Linked DNA regions of Mus musculus: regions 1, 2, 3, 5, 6 and 7 are each linked to region 4. The links are chromatin contacts, called in public promoter capture Hi-C maps. All regions are on one chromosome and are shown on one strand. Each heading gives the region's core, a stretch centred on a gene start, on an enhancer-like site or on the middle of the called end of the contact. The rest is flanking DNA. Distances are from core to core; before and after follow the strand shown.

Region 1 (2,700 bases), core at 9-2,508, 1.8 Mb before region 4:
TTTGATAAAGAAAACTTCAAATGATAATGCCTCCTGGGAGTAAGGCACATAATTTTTAAAAATTATTAATTCTATGTTCCAAGTTGATCCAAAACAAATTCACAAAAGTAATCATGAAAGGTTGCCAGAAAATGTCTACAGTTATTTTATGGATTTCTTTTTATGAACAAAATACATTCTTTACAGTAAACATTATACGTTTCTAGGGCTGTAAGGTTAGTAGTGGGAAACCATCTGACAGGCATAGTCAATTTTCTAGACGTCTCATAACAGTCAAGGTCAAACTGTTCACTCTTCTCATCTTTCCACCTAGTATCTGGAAAGCAACTATCGGTGACTTCAAAATATTTGATTCTGTATTCTGACAAATACAAACGATCACACCCTGATTCAGAAAGTTCTGTGATATTAGCTGCCATGAACAACAAGAAGAGAGGGTCTGCAGGGTCACTGCTCAGGCTATGATCCTTTAGTGACACCATGAAAGCCACTACTTTGTCTATATCTTCCAGTTTTTCCACCTACCAAGTTGGGGGAAAAATTATCTCACATCTATGTCGTCAGATAAAACATCTGTAACATTAGTAAACAGCCTTGACATCTGCTGCAAAGGTGAGAAAGCACTCTTATCGTGACTATTTATTATGGTGGGGCCCAGAATAGTCCTTCTTGTGTCTATGACCCCGAGTCTCCTCAAAGGGTAGTAGTGGATATAGCTTCTGCAAACTCCATGCCCGGCAACCACGGATAAATGAGGCGACGAGTCTCTGCTACTGGTGGGAAGTGAAGGCTTCAAGCACCCGGCTTTAGAGGAACCCACAACCACCGCGCCCCCCAATCACCTTGTCATCACCTTGAGGAACAGAAAACCACCCTGGGGGAGCATGGATTCCACCCTCAGAAAAAAAGGAGTGCCTCCACCCTGGACCAGGCTGCCGCTGCTTAAACCCAAGCTTGCCGGCGGGCGGGGATGGGAACTGCGAACAGCCTGTGCCAGGGACGCCTTGACCTAGGACAACGCAGGAACCCACAAGGGCGCTGGGCCTGCAACCGCGACAGGTGCACGGAACGTCAGCCGCGAATCGAGCCCGCCTCGCCTGGCCTCGCCTACAGCCGCGGGCAAGGCAGGAGGCTCCCCGCCCCCGTAAACCCACGTCTCTGGGCTCGCTTACCTGCAGCCGGGTGACCAGGAGGCTGTAAGGCGCCATTTTGTGCACTGACAAAGATGAGGTCGCATGAAAGTGACGTGACAAATGGCGCCCTTAAAAAAGCATCGAAGGGGGCGGGGCTTACAGAGAGACGAGTCAACCGCGAGGGTGGGGCCTCCTCCCGCAGCCAAGAGTGCAGATAGCACAGTGGGCGGGGCTTACATGACGGAAACCCGGCGTGGAAAGCAAAGATGCGGGGAAACTGCCAACTCGGCGTTCGGCGCAACCTTGTCACCTTTGCCCTTGGGTGTGGAAGCTGGAGGGGAGGCAGGAGTTCAAGGTCATCCAGGAAAGAGAATATCCCCAAATCAACATACTTGGCGGAAGCATGCAAGAAGCCCTGGCGTCAATCCCCAACACAGAATGCAACATATGTAGAATTTTTACCCAAGAACAAACTTCAGTTTATGAGTTCAAATCTGGAAGTAAAGAGAATTTTATTCAAAAACCTTTGGTGCACCTGCAAGGACCTAGCGAGGAAACTCTCGCGAGATCTAGCCGGTTTTGGTGCCCCCCCCCACCCCCCGAGGCTAAAGGCTGACGGACAGCTTAATGGCCAATCACGGAGGAACGGAAGTAAGCACGCCGTAGGTTAAAGGTCGGGCGGAAGTTCCCTAAGCTTCCGGCCGCCGGCTTGGAAAAAGAGTTATGGCTAAACATCATCCAGATTTGATTTTCTGCCGCAAGCAGGCTGGTGTGGGTGAGTTGGGGACGTGCTCCCTTTTGGTTGAGTGGGATGGGATTAGAAAGTGGGGGACTAGGGACTTCAGCCTCCTCTTTAGGGCTCTGGTTTGCCGTGTCCACGTTTCGCGCCTTACGGTGCCTGGGTATTCTAGCAGCGCTCACCGGCTTGTGGCATCTTAGAAGAGGGCAGCAGCGCGCATCCGGGAGTCTAAGGCTGGCGGGATCCTCTGTGCCAGGTCTGGAGAAGCCGGTCTAGAATACTTTGAATTTTGGGGGGTTCCAGACATTTTTTTTATTTTTGACATGGCCTTTGGTGTAAAGCAAAATTTAGGGTCGTGGGCCGGGAACTCTTGTCTGTAATCCCAGCACCTGGGAGGCAGAAGGCTGGAAGATTGCTGCGAGTTCGAGCCTGGCTAGAGCTTAAAAGCTAACTCAAGCTACACAGTGGGATTCTATCACAAAAAAGTAGGGGGTGGGGGACAGTGGAGAGGGAGGAAAGGAGAATGTGACCACGATCCTGTACGGTTGACTGTAATCATTGCTACCTTCGCCATCCTCTATACTCAGTTTGACGAAAAACTTTGCTTGCTACCTCACAACCTTAATTTTAACGATGTTTTACTATCTTTGACCTTGCAGCTATCGGAAGACTGTGTGAAAAATGTAAGCCGAACACGCCCTCTCAGGCCTTGACACCTTTACTCTTTGAAGAGTCGTCAATTCCAGTGGAACAGCAAAGAAGTCTTTTTTTGGGGGGGGGGGTGTTTTAAGACAGGGTTTCTCTGTATAGCCCTGGCTGTCCAGGAAC
Region 2 (3,012 bases), core at 136-2,635, 1.9 Mb before region 4:
TGTGGGGTAAGGACGGGAGGAGACACCCAGAACCTGGGCATTCATGTCCAGAGACCTCTGGGATGGAGTTGAATTTGGGAAAGAGCTCCCCCCAACCCCCACTCCCACCCTCCATCCCCACCTCCTCACTCCCATCCTTCCCAGGGAAAGGCCCTGACTGGATGGCATCTAAGCGAGCCAGTGCCAGGCTGTCGGAGAAGAGGGTGCCCACCTCCTACCAGGCACACTTCCTTCTCCCCTCCCCCAGCCCCAGCGGATGCAGCAGTTCACACTCTGGATTTATTATTGTTCTCAGTCCCGCTCTCCCTCCTCCCTGGGAAGCGCCTGCAGCCTGGCAGCCTGGCAGCCTGGCAGGAACCTGCTGTCTCCTTGTGGGTGCCAGCATGGTCCCTTATCTCCATTCAGTCTCCTTGTGCCAGGGTCAGACCACTTAGGGGCTTGATGCCAGCCAAGGCCAACCTGAGTCCTTGCATCCTACAGCAAGCAAGGGGTGTCCAGCAGCTGGTCTATCACCCCCTGTCCTACAGTGGGTTGCACCTAAGCAGAGGAGGAGGTCAGAGCTAGCCCAGCATGCGGGGGAGAGCAAAGACCCAGTGGGGTGGCATAAAGGCAAAAATAACACAGAGCCATCCCTCCAGCCAGTTGACACAATTATCTCTGCCACACTAGGGAAAAATAGAGTGAGGGAAGACAGCTGCTCTGGGTCCCTCTGCCTGCCCCAGGCGGTTCCTCCCCTCTGCTCTGGCCTCAAAACAGATTCCAGGGACAAAATCCAGCGGTGCTCCGGACTGGCCTTTTAGGGTCTGGAAGGAGTCCCGGCTTTCCCTCACCTAGTTCCCAGACCGGAGGCTGCGGCTTGGCAGGTAGCTGCTGTTACCTGCATCTCAACCCAGACGCGAGTCCCAGACACAGACATTCACACACATTCAGATGCGCGGGAGCCACTCCGCCTCAGCTCTTCTGGAGGGTCAAGGAGAGAGAAGGGAAGGGCGGTGGGCTCTACATCTCCCCCCGCATCCTCTAAGCAGAGCTGGGCTGGCTGATGTAGCGCTGCGACCTTTCCAACCTCAATCCACACATCCTTTCTTGGTACCATCAGCCCTCGGCCCCTGCCTCTGCCACAGTTTCCATCACCGGCTTCCTTCAGGTCCCTTACCTCGCCGTGGCAGCTGGGTCCAGGCACTGTCTCCTGTAGTGGGCAGCACCCGATCTCTCTGGACTGTGGAGCTGGCTCGCAGGGGTCACGTCTGGATAATGCACTCTCCGTGGCGTGTGTGTGTGTGTGTGTGTGTGTGTGTGTGTGTGGTGTGCAGGAGGCACCTCGGGCCCCTCACTCACTCACTCACTCACTCACACACGCCCTCCTGCTGACGTCAGGATGTGCTGGAGGGAGGGACTGGGATGGGAATTTGTACTCCTAGCTTAAAGGGACACTAAGCCATCTCTTCTCTGGCCCAGACACCACCTTGTGAGCCAGGCCAAGTGCTGGGTGAGTGGCTAAGCTGCGTCACTTTGAGCGTTACTGCTTCTTGTTTTGGAAAGTGGCTTTTATTGCTGGGCCAAGGTATAATTTGCTCTACCAGGTCAGGGTAGCTGCTGGGGAGTAAGAGGCAGGAAGAGCTAGAGACAGTGTGCATTCTTGGTGAGCGGGGTGCCAGGGAGTGTTTATGGTCAACGGGAGGGCCTGCAGGGTGGGAGGATGTATTCTGGAGAAAGGAGGCCAGAGAACAGAGGAGACCCTCTGGGAACAAGCCAGGTTCCTAGGGACTCCCAGACATTCCATTCCCTCTGCAGTCTGCAGCTGTGCTGAGCTCTGTCCCCTCAGATCATCTGAGATCTCCATTTGAAGAATGTGCTCAAATCTCTTTGGCACACATTAGGTCTTTGGGAGGGGCTGTGGAATCCAGGGGAAGAGAACTATAAAAGAATAATGAGTGTCTTTCTGTGTATGTTTCTTTCTTACACACACACACACACACACACACACACACACACACACACTCGCACACACATATACAGGGGGCAGTGGTGTCTGTGTGTCTGTGTGTCTGTGTGTACTTGTGGTTTAGGAGGCTTTTAGAAGTAAGGACTGACTCAGCAGATTCAGTCCAAGCAGTTTAGGTCTCTTCAGACAGTAAGACCTCAGCACACTCCCGCCCCCCAAAAAGCCGGGCAGTGGTGACACATGCCTTTAATCCCAGCACTAGGAGGCAGAGGCAGGCAGATTTCTGAGTTCGAGGCCAGCCTGGTCTACAGAGTGAGTTCCAGGACAGCCAGGGCTACACAGAGAAACCCTGTCTCGGAAAAACAAAAACAAAACAAAACAAAAAAGACCTCAGGCAAATCCCTAGGACCCCAGTGCTCCCCAAGAGGACAGTGCTCCCCAAGAGGACAGTGCTCCCCAAGAGGACAGTGCTCCCCAAGAGGACAGGTAAGGCTCAACCGTCTATGAGCTCAGGGCCAGGCTCCAGGAAACCTCTTCAAAGGGCTTCTCTGCCACCCCCCTGTCCCTCCTCAACCTCATCTTAGAGAGACATCTTCCCCAGGTGTCACTTTAGTACTACTGAGTCATGAGGAGGTGCCCTTTGTGCTGGCACAGACCTATAGGTCCCAGCCCTCAAGAGGATGAAACAAATAGATTTCAAGTTTGAGTCTACCTGGCTACCTAGAGAGGCAGTGTCTCAACAAACAAACAAACAAACAAACAGGAAAACAGACATGACAGGAGCTGGAGAGATGACTCAATGATTAAGAGCACTGGCTGCTCTTCCAGAGGGCCCAGGTTCAATTCCTAGCACCCACATGGCGACCCCCCAACTGTCTGTAACTCCAGTTCCAGGGAATCTAGCACTCTCACACAGATATAAATTCAGGCAACACACCAGTGAAACATGAAATAAATATAAGTAGGCAATTTTCAACAATTAGAAAGAAAATTAGACATGATGGGGGTAGACCTGTGATCCCAGCACCGAAGAGGCCAAAGATTGCTGTGAATTTGAGGTCAGCCTA
Region 3 (2,700 bases), core at 66-2,565, 1.8 Mb after region 4:
GAGGTAGAGAAAGGGGAGACGCTGCACTACAAAGAAGTGAGTGGAGGTGCCTTTTCCTTCCATTGCCAGATCAGGTTCAAAGGCCCTATGTGCTGGGCGTGAGCAGAGGCAGGGGCCTGAACCTCAGGCAAATTCTTTGCTTAACAGATCACAGAGATTTCTGTCGCACATATGCATGACCTCTGGAATACAGCATGTGGGATATATGGACAGGTTAGTTTATGATCTGTGAGACATGACAGTGGTCTCTGTCAGCAGAGGGGCTGTCTGTGTCCCTGTCTGAGAGCGACTGGTCCCTAGCTATGTGATGAGACACCTACCTTCCGGCACACTAGGTACAGAAGCGACACATCTGGACCCAAATCATCTGTGGTGATTTCAGAGCACAGTATGGTGTGTGTGTGTGTGTGTGTGTGTGCGTGTGCGCGTGTGCGTGTGCGTGTGCGTGTGTGTGTGTTTGTGACAGAGAGAGACAAAGAAAGAGAGAGAGACAGAGTTGGAGAGACAGAAACAGACACACACATAGAGAGAGAAAGAGATAGTCAGAGAGACAGAGACAGAGACAGAGACAGAGACAGAGAAAGAGAAAAACAGAGCTGGATGATCTGGTATATCTCTGGGCACTTCCCAAGTAAGATTGTCAAATTACACCCAGTACCAAGGGAGGTTCTACATCTCTGGTTCTGTCCCCAACACTTCGTCATCCTTGTAGGTAAATTTTCTCTACCCCCTCTCTTTCTCCTCTCTCTGTCCTCCATTTCTAGTTGAAACAGAGGAAGCCATGTCTCCCACTCACCCTGTCCCACAGATGTGTGACCTGAAGCTCAGGACAGGGAATTAAGTAACATATGGATGGCAAAGTTAGAAGGAACACAGTGCTTAGCCCGATATAGAGCTTTAGGGGAGTCCTCCCTGCCACCAGACCTCCAGTGATAAAGCTGTGTCCTCCCGGAGTCCCACAGCCCCAGAGCGTATCCTAACCGTACCTCTTCCAGAGTTCTAACTTTGTTCCCAGCTCCAATGCTCCGGGGTGCCCCTCCTCCACTCACTGACTTGGAGTCTGAGACCTAGTCTTTCTAGAGAGATCAAGTCTGAGGAATACGCTACCCCAGCCCTGTCTTATCCTGTCCTTTTCCACCCTGGAGACCCCCACAGCCCCTGCTTTGCGCCCACCCTCAGCTCTGCATCAGGAAGCCAGCCACTTACCTCTGTGCTTGGGCGACAGGCAGCCTCCTTCGGGAGCCTCCAAGTGCCAGTGAGTTGCAGGCTCTTCCTATTTATCTGTGCCCCATCTGGAGGAAACAGAGAGCAGATTGAGGAAGTTGCCAGTGCCCTTTCGCAAGCAGCTTCGCCTGATTCTCAGAATTGTGGACATTAGCCTCTGATAATACTCACGACATTTAGTTCTGCCAGAGTAGCTCGCTCCCCACCATCTCCCAGTCAGCTCTCATGTGCCCTTCAGGTCTCAGCCTGAAATGGTCTCCTCCACACCCCTCCCTGACTCCTCTGGAGGAAGCAGACACAGAGGGCAATAACCACCTCCCTGCAAGCATGTGCCCAGAGCCAGGCAGAGCTGGGGAGGACCTTGAGGGCACCACTTCTTAGCATGTGGCCTTATGCAAATCAGCTACAGGTGGCCTCTTCAAGTCTTGAGACACCTTGGGGTATTTTTCTAGAAGGACCTACAAACCAGAAAGGTTTTGAGGGTATGCCATTGACATGGAAAACCTAAGTTGACAACAGTCAGTAGGCAGTGGGAGCAGTCTTGATCCCTGGCTGTCAGCTTTGGCTTTCCCTTTTCTGTCCTGCCCTAGAGTCCCTGTTTTCTTCCCATCTTGTCTTCAGAGCAAGTGATGTTTTGTGTCTGTTCCCCTCCCCCAGTGCCCAGCCATGGCCCAGAGGAGGAACACATGACTGGGTATAAAGTGAATGAATGAATGAATGAATGAATGAACAAATGAATAACTTGAGGCTGCTGGGGTTAAGAGGAGGGGAGTGACAAGAAAAATGAAGACTGAAGTGTGACCACTATGCCCCTCCTTAGAAGTGGGAATAAAACACCCTTGGAAGGAGTTACAGAGACAAAGTTTGGAGCTGAGATAAAAGGATGGACCATGTAGACACTAGCATATCCGGGGATCCATCCCATAATCAGCTTCCAAATGCTGACACCATTGCATACACTAGCAAGATTATGCTGAAAGGACCCTGATATAGCTGTCTCTTGTCAGAGTATGCCTGGGCCTAGCAAACATAGAAGTGGATGCTCACAGTCGGCTATTGGATGGATCACATGGCCCCCAATGAAGGAGCTAGAGAAAGTACCAAAAAAGCTAAAGGGATCTGCAACCCTATAGGTGGAACAACATTATGAACTAACCAGTACCCCGGAGCTCTTGACTCTAGCTGCATATGCATCAAAAGATGGCCTAGTCGGCCATCACTCGAAAGAGAGGCCCATTGGACACGCAAACTTTATATGCCCCAGTACAGGGGAACGCCAGGGCCATAAAAGGGGAGTGGGTGGGTAGGGGAGAGGGGGTGGGTGGCTATGGGGGACTTTTGGTATAGCATTGCAAATGTAAATGAGCGAAATACCTAATAAAAAATGGAAAAAAAAAAAAAGAGGAGGGGAGTGAGCCATTCTCTCAGGGCAAAATTTAAAGGGACACCAAAACCCTTTCATAGAAATGAGTGATA
Region 4 (2,973 bases), core at 105-2,604:
GGCTCTTGCAGAGGACCAAGGTTTGGTTCCCAGCACAACAACCATCTGTAACTCCAGTTCCAGAGGGTTCCATACTCTCTTCAAATCTCCCCGGTACTGCACATATGTGGTGCACGTGCATAAATGAGGAAAGCACTCATAAATATAAAATTAAAAAGAGCTTATTTAAGATATTCTTAAGTGGCGCTCCTCCACTTTCAGAAATTATTTTTTAAATTTTAATAAACCTATGTTGCTGTTCGAAAAATAAATTCATTAAGAATCTTGATCTGGAGAGATGGTTCAGAAGTTAAGAAAACTTGTCATCCCACGGGACCCAGGTCTAGTTCACAGCATTAACAACGGTCCAGGGGGATCTGACACTATTTTGACTTTTTTTTTTTTTTTTTTTAGATTTATTTATTTAGTGTATATATGAGTATAGAGGTCACCTGATCCCATTACAGATGGTTATAGGCCACAATATCGTTGCTGGGAATTGAACTCAGAATATCTGGAAGAACAGTCAGTGCTCTTAACCATTGAGCTATCTCTCAAGCCCTTATTTTTTTTTAAAGATTTATTTTTATTTTATGTATATGAGTACACTGTCGCTGTCTCCAGACACATCAGAAGAGGGCATCGAATCCCAGTACAGGTGGCTATGAGCCACCATGTGGTCACTGGGAATTTAACTCAGGACCTCTGGAAGTGCAGTTGGTGTTCTTAACTGCTGAGCCATCTCTCCAGCCCGGTTTGACTTCTGAAAATGTCACGCACGCCCGTGGCGCACATTCGTACACACGGGGGGGGGGGAACCTCACACATTTGTAAATCTGAAATTAAGAACAAAATATGAACGGGACATGACATCTGGAGACTGAATTGGCAGAGACAGGACTTGAGGGAGATGTGCCCGAAATCATGGCGCATTAAAGGCATGGCTTGATTGGAAGACTGAGAGCAATGTTGGTGATCACATCAAAATCACTGGTTAGGTAAAAGAGCAGTTTCATTCAGTCTATCTTAAGAGCTCACGAGAACAACGCAGTCAGTTGTCTCACACTAAGCCTGCTTCAACGCCGTTGTTTTCGTTGCTGTGTGGGACTAGCCCTGTGTGATTCCGTTCTAGAAGTGAGAGGAAGCACAATGCCTCCATTTTTCTTCATTATCATGAAATTTGGCTGCTGCAGAACGCCGTAGTTCTTTACATTCTAAACCTCAGCGTCGACGAGGCGTTTCGCTAAGCTTGAACCCAATCATTCTCCGTAGACCCTATTTGTCAATCCTAGTGGGCGGGAAAAATGTGTGTAAAATGACATTCGATGCGCGCCCTTCGACCCGACGCCTATGCGTCAACACGTTCGCACGCTCAGGGGGCGGAGCCATCACTTGGCTTTATATAGCCTGCACTGGCTCCTGGTCGCTCTCTATCTGCGGCGTGTGGCGGCGAGATGGTACGTATGGCCATGCTGCCTTCTAACTTGGTCTCCTGTGGGCCTGGCTTGTATTCACCTCCCATCGGCGCCATCCCTGGCTCGCCAATCCTGAAAGGATGTAATAGGGGATCGATGTGAGGGCCGCGACCGTCCGGAAATTCAGGGACCTTAACGGCCTTACGGAGGATGTGTGTGGGACCGGCCTGGGCCTGTGTGCGACCCATTTGATATCAGCGTAATCCTAAGGGACTTATGGAATGGGCTGTTTTGTGCTTAATTCGAGGGTAGTGGTCAGTCTGGTAGGGATGGCCCAGGTCTTTAGGAATGCATTGGTTAAGTGGAGAAATTTGGCAAATCGGGTCGGGTCTCCATTTTGGAATGTTATAAGAGTGGAAGGTGCATCTCTAGAGTTCTCAGAAGCCACAAATGATGAACCTTTTGACGGGCGGACAGAAACTCTGTGCTGAATGTCAAGTTCTGATTTGGCTTTAGGAGGGAGTGTTTGAGGCCGACTTGCATTAGACTCCATCTTGATACGCCATGTTGCCATTTAGTCACATGGGATACTCTTGAAAGTTCACCCATCGAGGTTTTAGTATAACTAAGCTGTTTTGTGTTTGAAAGGCATGGAAACTAAAAGCATTAAGCTGAAGTCTTATTGCAGTCTGTCCTCTGATACAATTCCTTTAAATGTGGAACCCTCCTTTGGGCTTGATTGGAAGACTGAGAGCAATGTTGTGATCTCTCCCTTTACCTCAGTCTCACAGGAAATTCTCAGCTCCCAGGCATGGGTCCTTGGGCTTCCTGCCTCGCAAGCGCAGCAGCCGGCATCGTGGGAAAGTGAAGAGCTTCCCTAAGGATGACGCTTCCAAGCCCGTTCACCTCACAGCCTTTCTGGGTTACAAGGCTGGCATGACCCACATCGTCCGGGAAGTTGACAGGCCAGGATCTAGTATGTACAGTACTTCCTTGTCCAACTTGGGCTGTGTGTAATTTTGCCTGTAGTTACAGTAAATTCCCAAAGGAGCACAATAGCTTCATCCTGGGGTGCTTTGTGGTAAGTCTAGAACAAAGCCTGACTTAGTGTGGTAGTGCCCACACTAAGGGAGCCTAGAAGTGTTTTGGCCTAGCGAAATTTAACACAGATTCCTGTGCAGAGTCCTGTTGGGGTAGTTGGTTGTTTCCATGCCAGTGCCTGTTATCAACCCTAGGTACTCTGAAAAGGTAGACACATTTAACAAGTGTATTCTGGACATGAAACCAGACTAGTGATAAAGCTCCTCTTTGAGACAGTCTAGATAGCACATGGCATTTTGCTACTTCAGTGGTGATAGTCACCACCTGGCATGGTGCCTGTTAGCAGCCTTGCAAAGTAAGTGGAGGTTAGAAACTTTGGCTCAATTGTTAAAAGCTGCAGTTGGAGAGCCCGCAGTTCTGAAGAGCAGTCCTGGAAGGCCCAGTATTCTGATGCGGAGACAGCCATTCTGTCTAAATGGATGCTTGTATGTGCTGGGGTATTTGTGCTCCCACTGAAGCTTATGCCTGTTTGTCTTCA
Region 5 (2,707 bases), core at 4-2,503, 1.8 Mb after region 4:
TCTTGTTACAGACAAACCTCCTCTGACCTTTGACCTACAGGAATCCCATCCCCTTTTCCAGATCCCACGAGTGCTTTGCTCACACCTGGGTCTTGTCAGTCAGACCTGTTCTGGTGACTCTCAAGCAGTTCACATGGACACTTGGCTTCCTAACGTTGCTTTCTGCTTGATCCAGGGGACGGTTCTGTCATTTGGGTCTCCACATGCAGATGGGAACACAGGGCTGTCTCCATAAGAGACACTGAGCAAGTGCTGACTGAATGAGGTGGCCGGGCTTGGGGCCATCAGGTCTCCTTGTCCCTACCTGTATAATGTCAGCATTGTCCAAGATAGATCTGGGTCATTTTTGAGCTCTTAGCAGATGTAGTGAGCTCTCAGTGTGTCCCAGGGCTGTTCGGCCTCCCAGAGACACAACTGTGATCCAAAAAACTAAAACACCCTCAGAGCAGGCAGAGCAAAGACCCGGCCCCCAACATTGTGCCAAGCATCTAAGACCTGTTCAGGACAAGGAAGTGGAGTGAGGGGTCAGACGGCAGAGCCTGGGCTATCTGAACCTAAAGATAGGAAAACGCAGAGGCCAGTTTCAGTCTGAAGGGCAGATGGAAGAGCCGCTCCTGATTGCAGTGTGGAACCAGGAACCCAGAACCCAAGCCTAGCACCCAGGACACCTCTGCTCCCAGGCTCTGCCACCCACTCACCCTGTGGTCCTTGGCCACATCCAAGCCACTCCCCATTCTGAGCCTTAGGCTTCTTACTGGTGCATAACACTGCCGACCTACTAAGTCAAGGTTCTAGAAACATCTGCTGGAGCATGCAGCTCCTGCAGTATCATTCAGCAAGACCTTCAAATTTGACTCTGTGCTGATCCACTGATATCAGGTGACAGGAGGGACAGCCTCTTACTTCCCCATACCCACCCCCCAGGCCTATTGGGATCATTGAGAAAGCCTGGCAGGGAATAGAGGCACACTCTCACCTCTCTGATCGCAGCTGCTGGGCCAGGGCCATGGCTGTGGGTAGTCAGAAAAGCAGATGGATGGGGGCCTTGCCCAACCAGATCCAGGCCGAGTTCACCTCTCACTTCCTCCTATGTGCATCTGAGAGCTTCCTGAAGCTTGGGGTGTCCCCAGGGGCAGCCTTTGAGGAGGTCCCGCCCTGCCCAGCTTCTCTGGACCCTCCTTGAAGTACCTCCTTCAGGCTTTGAGCTGCCTGGCCCTCACACGTCTTCTCAGCCACTTCCCAGCTGCACAGCAGTTGAGGAAGTGGCACCCTTGGGTGCTGGGCTTGCGTGAGGCCACTGGCTTTGGGGATTTCCTCAGTGCCTGTCTCTGGTGCTGAGCTCCACCCACCATAGAGCAGTTTTAGCCCTGGGTAGTCCATCAAGGACACTTGTGGACTTCCTCCTCAGGCTTCTTCCTGAATCCCTTTCTCAAGCATCCAAGACCTGCCATTCATTCCTAAGGTCTGGTGGAGATAGTGCTTTTTCCAGGAAGCTCTCCTGGTCCCCCTCCCTCTTATACTAGGAAGTCATTGTTTTATGCCCCATCTGGGGCTCTGGGCTCTGAGATACCACATTCAGCTCTCCCAGAGCTTCCATCCACACAGAGGCTCTCCTTACAATCTGCCTCCACCTCCCTACTCAGCTCTCAGAAAAGCCCCAAGCCCCCGCTGCTGGCTTCAGAATCCCCAAGGCCCCGTGGGCTGCCTGCTCTCCCAATCTCTCTTCCCTCATTGCCACCACATTCCCAATGCTCCTCTCCTATCTCCTGTAGGTCTCAGCTCAGAAGCTGCCCTCTAAGAAACAAACCTGTCCTCACCAGACCCTCCCTGCCACTCTCCGGGCTTTTCCTGCGGCAAGCTCTCACCAGCGGGGTTCCCTACCCCAGTGTGTTCCAAACGTGTGTTTGTGTGTTAGGCTTCTTCCAGGCCAGCACTACGCTGCGGACACCCAGATTATGTGAGCAGAAGGAGGAAGTTCTTCGTCAGCTCCTTCTAATGCTTGGTTCTGTAGGGAGCTCTCCAAAGCCTACAGTGAGGATGGGCCCAGCAGCCCAGAGAATGTCCCCCAACCCCCAGCTCCACTTGATGGTATGCTAAGACAGAAGGAGAGATGGCAGCCTGCCCAGCCTGCCTGAATCAGGCTCCTATCTCCCCAACTTTGGAACGTGGCTGTGGGGACAGGGCTTTCCCCCTGAGGAATCTGGAACGGCCTATGTTTCTCACCTTAAATGGGGCTGGATTGGAAGCAGTCTCAGACTCCTCAGGATCTGGCTCCAAGAATATAGAATGTTTTAGGATCCTTACTTTAAAATGTCCCCCCTCCATCCTGTCACCCTGAAGGGATCTTCTGGCCCTGACCCAGCCCAGAGAGGATGAACCTAGAGCTCCCAGGATAGAGTCTGCCCAGTGAGAACTGCCCTCCCCGTGGCCAGGCAGGGCATGGGCTCCTGGGGAGACAGAAACGAGGATGAAGAAAGTCACAGGAGGGGACAGGAAAGTGGGAGAGGGACACTCCACCAGTGACTGCATGTTCATCAAGGCCTTTGCACTGCACAGATAGATCAGGGTGGTAGAGGAACGTAGAATGGACGGTCTGACCTACTCCCAGCACACAGAAGTACCGCAGTTCACAGAGTTAGCTCTTTTAAGCATACAAATCCCTGCTCAAGACAAGGAAAGGTGATCTGAGAGGTCTAAGACGAGCAGG
Region 6 (2,725 bases), core at 223-2,722, 1.7 Mb after region 4:
ACCATGCCAGACTCCAAAACCCACCTCTTAGTGAGAATAAAAACGTGACTATAGAAGGGCCACCACTGACCCTATAAACAGCTTCTTTGAATGATCATTTAGGGAAGTTGAATGCAAACCTGCTATTCCTTCCTTTACTCTCCTAATGGCCCTTGAGTCTACAGCTGGCCTTAGACTTCCAGGGGGTGGGACTTCAAAGGTCTGAGGTCACTACCCTCCCTGCTTGATTGACAGTTATGACAAAAGACCCCAGGCAGCAGAAAGAGAGTCAGAGAGGCTAGGCTATGAGTGCTCATGAGGGGAAGAGACCAGAAAGAGACTAGGTTTCTTTGTGCTTGAAGGGCCAGGATCCCAGGGGAGAGTAGCTCTCTGGAAGTCCATCAGGACATATAGGACAGGCCCAGGCCATCCTAAGTTAGTGTGAGCCTATATATCCCACCCATGGGGGGTGGGGGTTCGGGCACTGAAGAGCATCTCCCTAACTAGACCCTCCTGGTACCTTCTCTTCCCTACTGTCAAGCTCCAGGTGCAGAGTATGCTGGGAAAATGCTAGACAGTGAATTTTTGCAACACACTGTGACAGTATTTCAGGGTAGGATAGATGCTCAAAAAAACAGGGAGGGGAGTTCAAGAGAAAAGCATTCCAGGGGAACAGAATAGACTAGAGAGGGGGTGTACAGCTGGTTTGCAGGAGCCATGCTCTATTTCCAGATATCTTGCTTATTGGGATTTATATAAATTTACAATGAAGTGGTAAAAACTGAAGCCCAAGACGACAACGACGACTACTACTACTACTAAGCATAAGGCTTCAAGGATGGACAGGTAAACCGAGGCAGCTCCCACCACTTTGGGCTTCAGGTGAGAAATTAGTCCCTTTTCCACTACGTGCCTTGGCACCTCCTGGCTCTACCTGTTTCTCCTGTTGGGAGTTCAGCTCAATCCGGCAGGGTCGTGAAGGCACTCGGCAAGGCGGGCTTCATAAATGCTAGTTTTATTTTTATTCCGTTCTGTTACTTTCTCCTCTTGGGGCATGCTAGATCTCCTCACCACAGCTCCTCTGAATTGCTTTGTTTATTCTCTTGCTCCCCCCCCCCAACTTTCTCAGGAGGCATCAGGTCTTTCCAAACCCCATCCACTCACTGCTACCCACCTGTCTCTTATCCCACACCAACCCACAGACGGCCACAAGCAGCCACGGACAGTCTTCCTAAGGCAAATTAGAGGCGCCCTGGAAACTCTTCTCTCATAGACTGCATCCCCTCCTCCACTCCCGCGTGATACCACGCTATGCACCCCCGGAGAAGCACCCTCTCTCACAGAAAAGCAAGTAGGACGCGTTGGGTAGCAGATACCAGGGATTTGCGCTCCCCGTTTCCCAGCTCCGCCATGTCACCCCCTCCCCACGCCCTCAGAGGTTCCCTCCTTCCGCCACCAACCTGCGGCCAGCCAAAGGGAGGAGACTTGGGCACAGCCCACTGTTTGGGCCACTCCGAGACGTTGCACCTTCCATTTCCCGTACTGCGGGGGACGCAGGCGCCATGAAGCCGGGTTGCGCGCTGCCCCAGTGTCACCTCGAGCTTCAAATAGCCCCCTTTATGTATGAGAAGTATTATACGAGGAGGGGCAAACAAGACTCCCGTGCGAAGACGCAGAAGCTGTTCGGAATCCCGACTGTCTACGAGAGAGGTTTCTCTCCTCACCCCCATGGGAGGCGGTACAATGGTGCGGGCCACTTGAGAACCCTCCCGGCTCCTGGTTTGAACCCTCCAGCTTCTTCGGAGCGCAAGGGCGAGTGCCAGCCCAGCTACTTTTGCGACTGAGTGCAGCGAGCCGCCCAGGATGGAGCCGCTAGCTGGGTCCTGGCGAAAGCAGGGCAGAGTGCCTGGAGCCCTTTCACCGGAATTGGACATTCTAGAAGCCAGAGAACTCTGGCTGCAAGAAACGAAAGCAGAAGGGTAATCAGTGCGCCCGGAGAGGCGACTGGAAGGCCATCTCTGACTTGTGTTTGTTTTTCCCATTCTTGAAGACAGAGTCCTGAGCCAGCCCCTCCCACCAATTTGCTGCTATAGTAATGCACCGAAGCTCTTAGCCACGCCCACCTGCCCTCCTAGGCACCAGAAAGGGAGGGCGCCGGGGAAGTGGGAGGGGTGGAGCAGGCTTTCCCTAGGGAATGTGCCAACCTCTCCCACTGTGAGTCTGGCTCTGAGTGTAGTTACGATTGCACGCTGGGAAAATGTAGTGGGAGCAACAGCCCCGCCCCCTGGGCTCCGCCCACCGCACTCAGCCCTCTCAGGCCTGTCTCTTTCCTGGTTCCCAACCGCGCCAGGTGACTCGCAGAACTGACACTATGGTACATCAGGTGCTCTACCGGGCGCTGGTATCCACCAAGTGGCTGGCGGAATCCATTCGGTCTGGCCGCCTGGGGCCCAGCCTTCGGGTGCTGGACGCGTCTTGGTACTCACCCGGGACCCGCCAGGCACGCAAAGAGTACCAGGAGCGACACGTGCCTGGCGCGTCCTTCTTTGATATAGAGGAATGCCGGGACACGACTTCGCCTTATGAGATGATGCTGCCCAGTGAGGCCCACTTTGGGGACTATGTGGGCAACCTGGGCATAAGCAACGACACACATGTGGTGGTATACGATGGAGATGACCTGGGCAGCTTCTATGCACCCAGAGTCTGGTGGATGTTTCGTGTGTTTGGCCACCGCACAGTGTCA
Region 7 (2,794 bases), core at 284-2,783, 1.9 Mb before region 4:
AAACTCTGTCTCTGTCTCAAAAAAAAAAAAAAAAAAAAAAAAGAAAGAATGACAGAAAGGGGGCAGCTACAGTGTACTTACATATAATCAATAAATAAATCTTTTTAAAAATGACAAAAAGATATAGAAAGGGGCTGGAGAGATGGCTCAGCGGTTAAGAGCACTGCTGCTCTTCCGAAGGTCCTGAGTTCAAATCCCAGCAACCACATGGTGGCTCACAACCATCTGATGACCATTTCTGGTATGTCTGAAGACAGCTACAGTGTACTCATATAAGTAAATAAACCTTTTTTAAAAAAGGTACTTCTGAACATCTCTGAACACCATGATTCTCTCTCACTTGCTTATTCTGTCTGTCTGTCTGTCTTTATTTCTCTCTCCCTCTCATGTTCCCACTCCATTTCCCCAATAAACCTTGCCCTAGATCTGTTCCTGGCATGATGTCTTTTTTTTTTTTTTTTTGGTTTTGGTTTTTTAGAGACAGGGTTTCTCTGTGTAGTCCTGGCTGTCCTGGAACTCACTTTGTAGACCAGGCTGGCCTCGAAATCAGAAATCCGCCTGCCTCTGCCTCCTGAGTGCTGATATTAAAGGCGTGCTCCACTTATTACTCTTACTGAGGACCTGAGTTCAATTCTCAGCACCCATACTGGGCAGCTTACAACTGCTTGTACCTCCAGAACTAGGAATCTGAAGCTTTCTTCTGGCCTCCTGCAGAGGATCAGGGATTTGACACCCAGCACCTACAAGGAAGCTCACAACTGTGGGTAATTCCAGGTCCAGAGGATCTGACACTCACTTCCATCCTGACTTAGGTGGGCTCCTGCATGTACTTAGTGCACATCACCCCAGGCACACACGACAAAATAACACAACAAAAAAGACTCGCATAAAAGCTTACAAGTTAGAGATTTATGGCATATTGGCCCTTAGTAGGTTACTTTTGATTGGAAAAAAAAAAAAAGCAACAAACATTTCTCACAGTAGGTAAAAGCCATCATGGGATATTTTTCTCTTTTCTTCCTTCTCTCTCTCCCCCTCCCTTTTTTTGTTGTTTGTTTTGTTTTAAAAAATAGGGTCTTATCCAAGGCTGTCAAGGCTACAAAGGGAAACTCTTGTTTTGAAAAAACAAAACAAAACAGAGTATGTAGCCCTGGCTGGCCCGGAACTTGTTTTGTAGATAAGGGCCTCTGCCTCAGAAGGGCTGGATCACAGGTGAGCCAGCACGCCGGGTTCTCCCTGAGACTTCAAGCTCAAGATGACAAGGCAATACCTTCGTCCTACTAACCTTGGGAATCACAAGCAGAAGGCTCTGAGTCCCGCCCTTGCCCCCCAACCCCCCCCCCCCCCCACCGTAGGGAGCGCCCTGAGATCAACCTCAACCCGCTGGCCCGACACTGTCTTCCGGTTCAACCCCTTTTCCCGCCGGTTCCTATCTCCGTCGGGTACGAGGACTCTGACCCCGCCTACTGCCACGCCCCTCAATCCTAGGTGCCTGTACTCTTCTTTCGGCGCCGCAGGCCCCGCCCCCTCGCGGGAGGGCCGATGGCCACTGCTCCTCCCCGTGCTGCGCAGCTGGCCCCGCCCCGGCCCCGCCCGGCCTCTGTCGCACGCGACCCTGGCGGTGGCTGCAGCGACAGCGCTTGGCGCGCGGAGCTACAGCCATGGCAGTCGCCGTCGAGGGCGCCCGCAGGAAAGAGCGCATCCTCTGCCTGTTTGACGTGGACGGGACCCTCACGCCAGCTCGCCAGGTAAGGGCCTCGAGGTTCCAAAGCTCCCGCCCAGAGTCACGCCGGCATCCGTGACCCAGCGTGAAGCCGTCACTGCCATGTCAACGCAGACACCTGCGCGACCCTGTCGGAAACGTGGAGTGCAGTGGTACCGGCTCCTGTCACCGAGGAGATGGGACCCAGGCCCTCTCGGCCTTCCAGGCCTCAGCGCTCCCCGCGCGGGTTGGCATCCACGTTCCTGCCGGGAGCGCAGATGCTGTATCCAGCCTCCGGGAGGAGCGTCTATGGGCGATAGGGCGGGTATCCCCAGTTCCAGGCTTGCACAGGCCCAGGCTGGGCTCTGGGGTGGTCTTACCCCATTTTAGCCCTAGGATGCACAACTAGTCCGTCCTCAAGCTAGCGTGAGAACGCGGCGTTCCAGGCAGAGCTCCGTGCGCTTCTAAGCCCACGGTCGCCCTCTACTGAGGGCAAGGAAGATCTCTGAGTCTTTGCACTCTGGCGTCCATAGGCCTAAAACTGGGTTTAGCTCCTTAAGCCTCTTAGGATGTTTGTTTACCTTCCACCTGGAGTTGGAGGGAAAGAGAGCTGCTTTTCTGATGAGTTTTGGTTTTTGTTATTGGTATCCTTTTGGTTCCACCCATGTGAAGGTGAAAGGCCCCAGGGCTAGTCTGTTTACAATAGAAGCACTGTAAAAAATGGGAGTGCATTCTCCTGTCTGCACTTTATAGTTCACCCTCCAGTCTTTAGCCATACCTAGTTTTTCTCCCTTCGAGTCATCCTGGGTCGTTCTCACCCATCCTTCTACCTTTGGGATCACCGGGATGATCAGAGCAGAAATGGGGGTGGGGGGCCGAGCTACTGGGCAGAAGCCCGTGTGAACCTAAGTCTTAGCTTCCTGGTAGGCCTTCCACTCTCCAGAAGGAATCGGGCATCTTTCTTTCCATCCAGCAGAGGTGGATCAGGAAGATGCAGGATTGGAAAGGAGGTGGTCTAGCCTAGGCATGCCTGATCCTTGTGCTGCACTGACTTGGCAAGGCCTGAACAAGAACCGCCTGTCAATTTGTCTA

Evidence for each region. Promoter capture Hi-C pulls out the DNA fragments that hold promoters and counts their contacts. Capture Hi-C pulls out chosen DNA fragments and counts their contacts.
Region 1: a promoter capture Hi-C map of pre-B cells shows a contact between it and region 4, with 2.9 times the contacts expected there. The contact joins the promoter of Aco2 here to the promoter of Rpl3 in region 4. A contact is called at or near these places in 4 of 39 promoter capture datasets (the C10 cell line, cranial neural crest, hippocampal neurons and 1 more) and 1 of 484 Hi-C or Micro-C datasets (pre-B cells).
Region 2: a promoter capture Hi-C map of liver shows a contact between it and region 4. The contact joins the promoter of Csdc2 here to the promoter of Rpl3 in region 4. A contact is called at or near these places in 2 of 39 promoter capture datasets (cranial neural crest and neutrophils) and 1 of 9 other capture datasets (liver).
Region 3: a contact with region 4 is called in a promoter capture Hi-C map of liver, with 3 times the contacts expected there. The contact joins the promoter of Csf2rb here to the promoter of Rpl3 in region 4. A contact is called at or near these places in 2 of 39 promoter capture datasets (both in liver).
Region 5: a contact with region 4 is called in a promoter capture Hi-C map of pre-B cells, with 3 times the contacts expected there. The contact joins the promoter of Ncf4 here to the promoter of Rpl3 in region 4. A contact is called at or near these places in 2 of 39 promoter capture datasets (liver and pre-B cells).
Region 6: a contact with region 4 is called in a promoter capture Hi-C map of adipose tissue. The contact joins the promoter of Mpst here to the promoter of Rpl3 in region 4. A contact is called at or near these places in 1 of 39 promoter capture datasets (erythroid cells) and 1 of 9 other capture datasets (adipose tissue).
Region 7: a contact with region 4 is called in a promoter capture Hi-C map of neutrophils, with 3 times the contacts expected there. The contact joins the promoter of Pmm1 here to the promoter of Rpl3 in region 4. A contact is called at or near these places in 3 of 39 promoter capture datasets (neutrophils, pre-B cells and second pharyngeal arch cranial neural crest).

The regions. Positions count from the first base shown.
Region 1 is chr15:81,871,021-81,873,720 of GRCm38.p6, reverse strand. Aco2 (aconitase 2, mitochondrial) reads right to left here and starts at 1,258. Exons shown (of 18, transcript NM_080633.2): 1 at 1,173-1,258. The coding sequence starts at 1,208. It overlaps Phf5a (PHD finger protein 5A), which reads left to right and starts at 1,829. Exons shown (of 4, transcript NM_026737.3): 1 at 1,829-1,908; 2 at 2,532-2,555. The coding sequence starts at 1,857.
Region 2 is chr15:81,935,132-81,938,143 of GRCm38.p6, reverse strand. Csdc2 (cold shock domain containing C2, RNA binding) reads right to left here and starts at 1,385. Exons shown (of 4, transcript NM_145473.3): 1 at 1,157-1,385.
Region 3 is chr15:78,324,605-78,327,304 of GRCm38.p6, reverse strand. Csf2rb (colony stimulating factor 2 receptor, beta, low-affinity (granulocyte-macrophage)) reads right to left here and starts at 1,315. Exons shown (of 14, transcript NM_007780.4): 1 at 1,207-1,315.
Region 4 is chr15:80,081,787-80,084,759 of GRCm38.p6, reverse strand. It overlaps Rpl3 (ribosomal protein L3), which reads left to right and starts at 1,354. Exons shown (of 10, transcript NM_013762.2): 1 at 1,354-1,436; 2 at 2,178-2,370. The coding sequence starts at 1,434. Snord43 (small nucleolar RNA, C/D box 43) reads left to right here and starts at 1,854; the gene lies at 1,854-1,901.
Region 5 is chr15:78,243,357-78,246,063 of GRCm38.p6, reverse strand. Ncf4 (neutrophil cytosolic factor 4) reads right to left here and starts at 1,253. Exons shown (of 10, transcript NM_008677.2): 1 at 977-1,253. The coding sequence starts at 1,008.
Region 6 is chr15:78,405,459-78,408,183 of GRCm38.p6, reverse strand. Mpst (mercaptopyruvate sulfurtransferase) reads right to left here and starts at 1,472. Exons shown (of 3, transcript NM_001162493.1): 1 at 1,440-1,472. Tst (thiosulfate sulfurtransferase, mitochondrial) reads left to right here and starts at 2,319. Exons shown (of 2, transcript NM_009437.5): 1 at 2,319-2,725. The coding sequence starts at 2,351.
Region 7 is chr15:81,959,669-81,962,462 of GRCm38.p6, reverse strand. Pmm1 (phosphomannomutase 1) reads left to right here and starts at 1,533. Exons shown (of 8, transcript NM_013872.4): 1 at 1,533-1,748. The coding sequence starts at 1,662.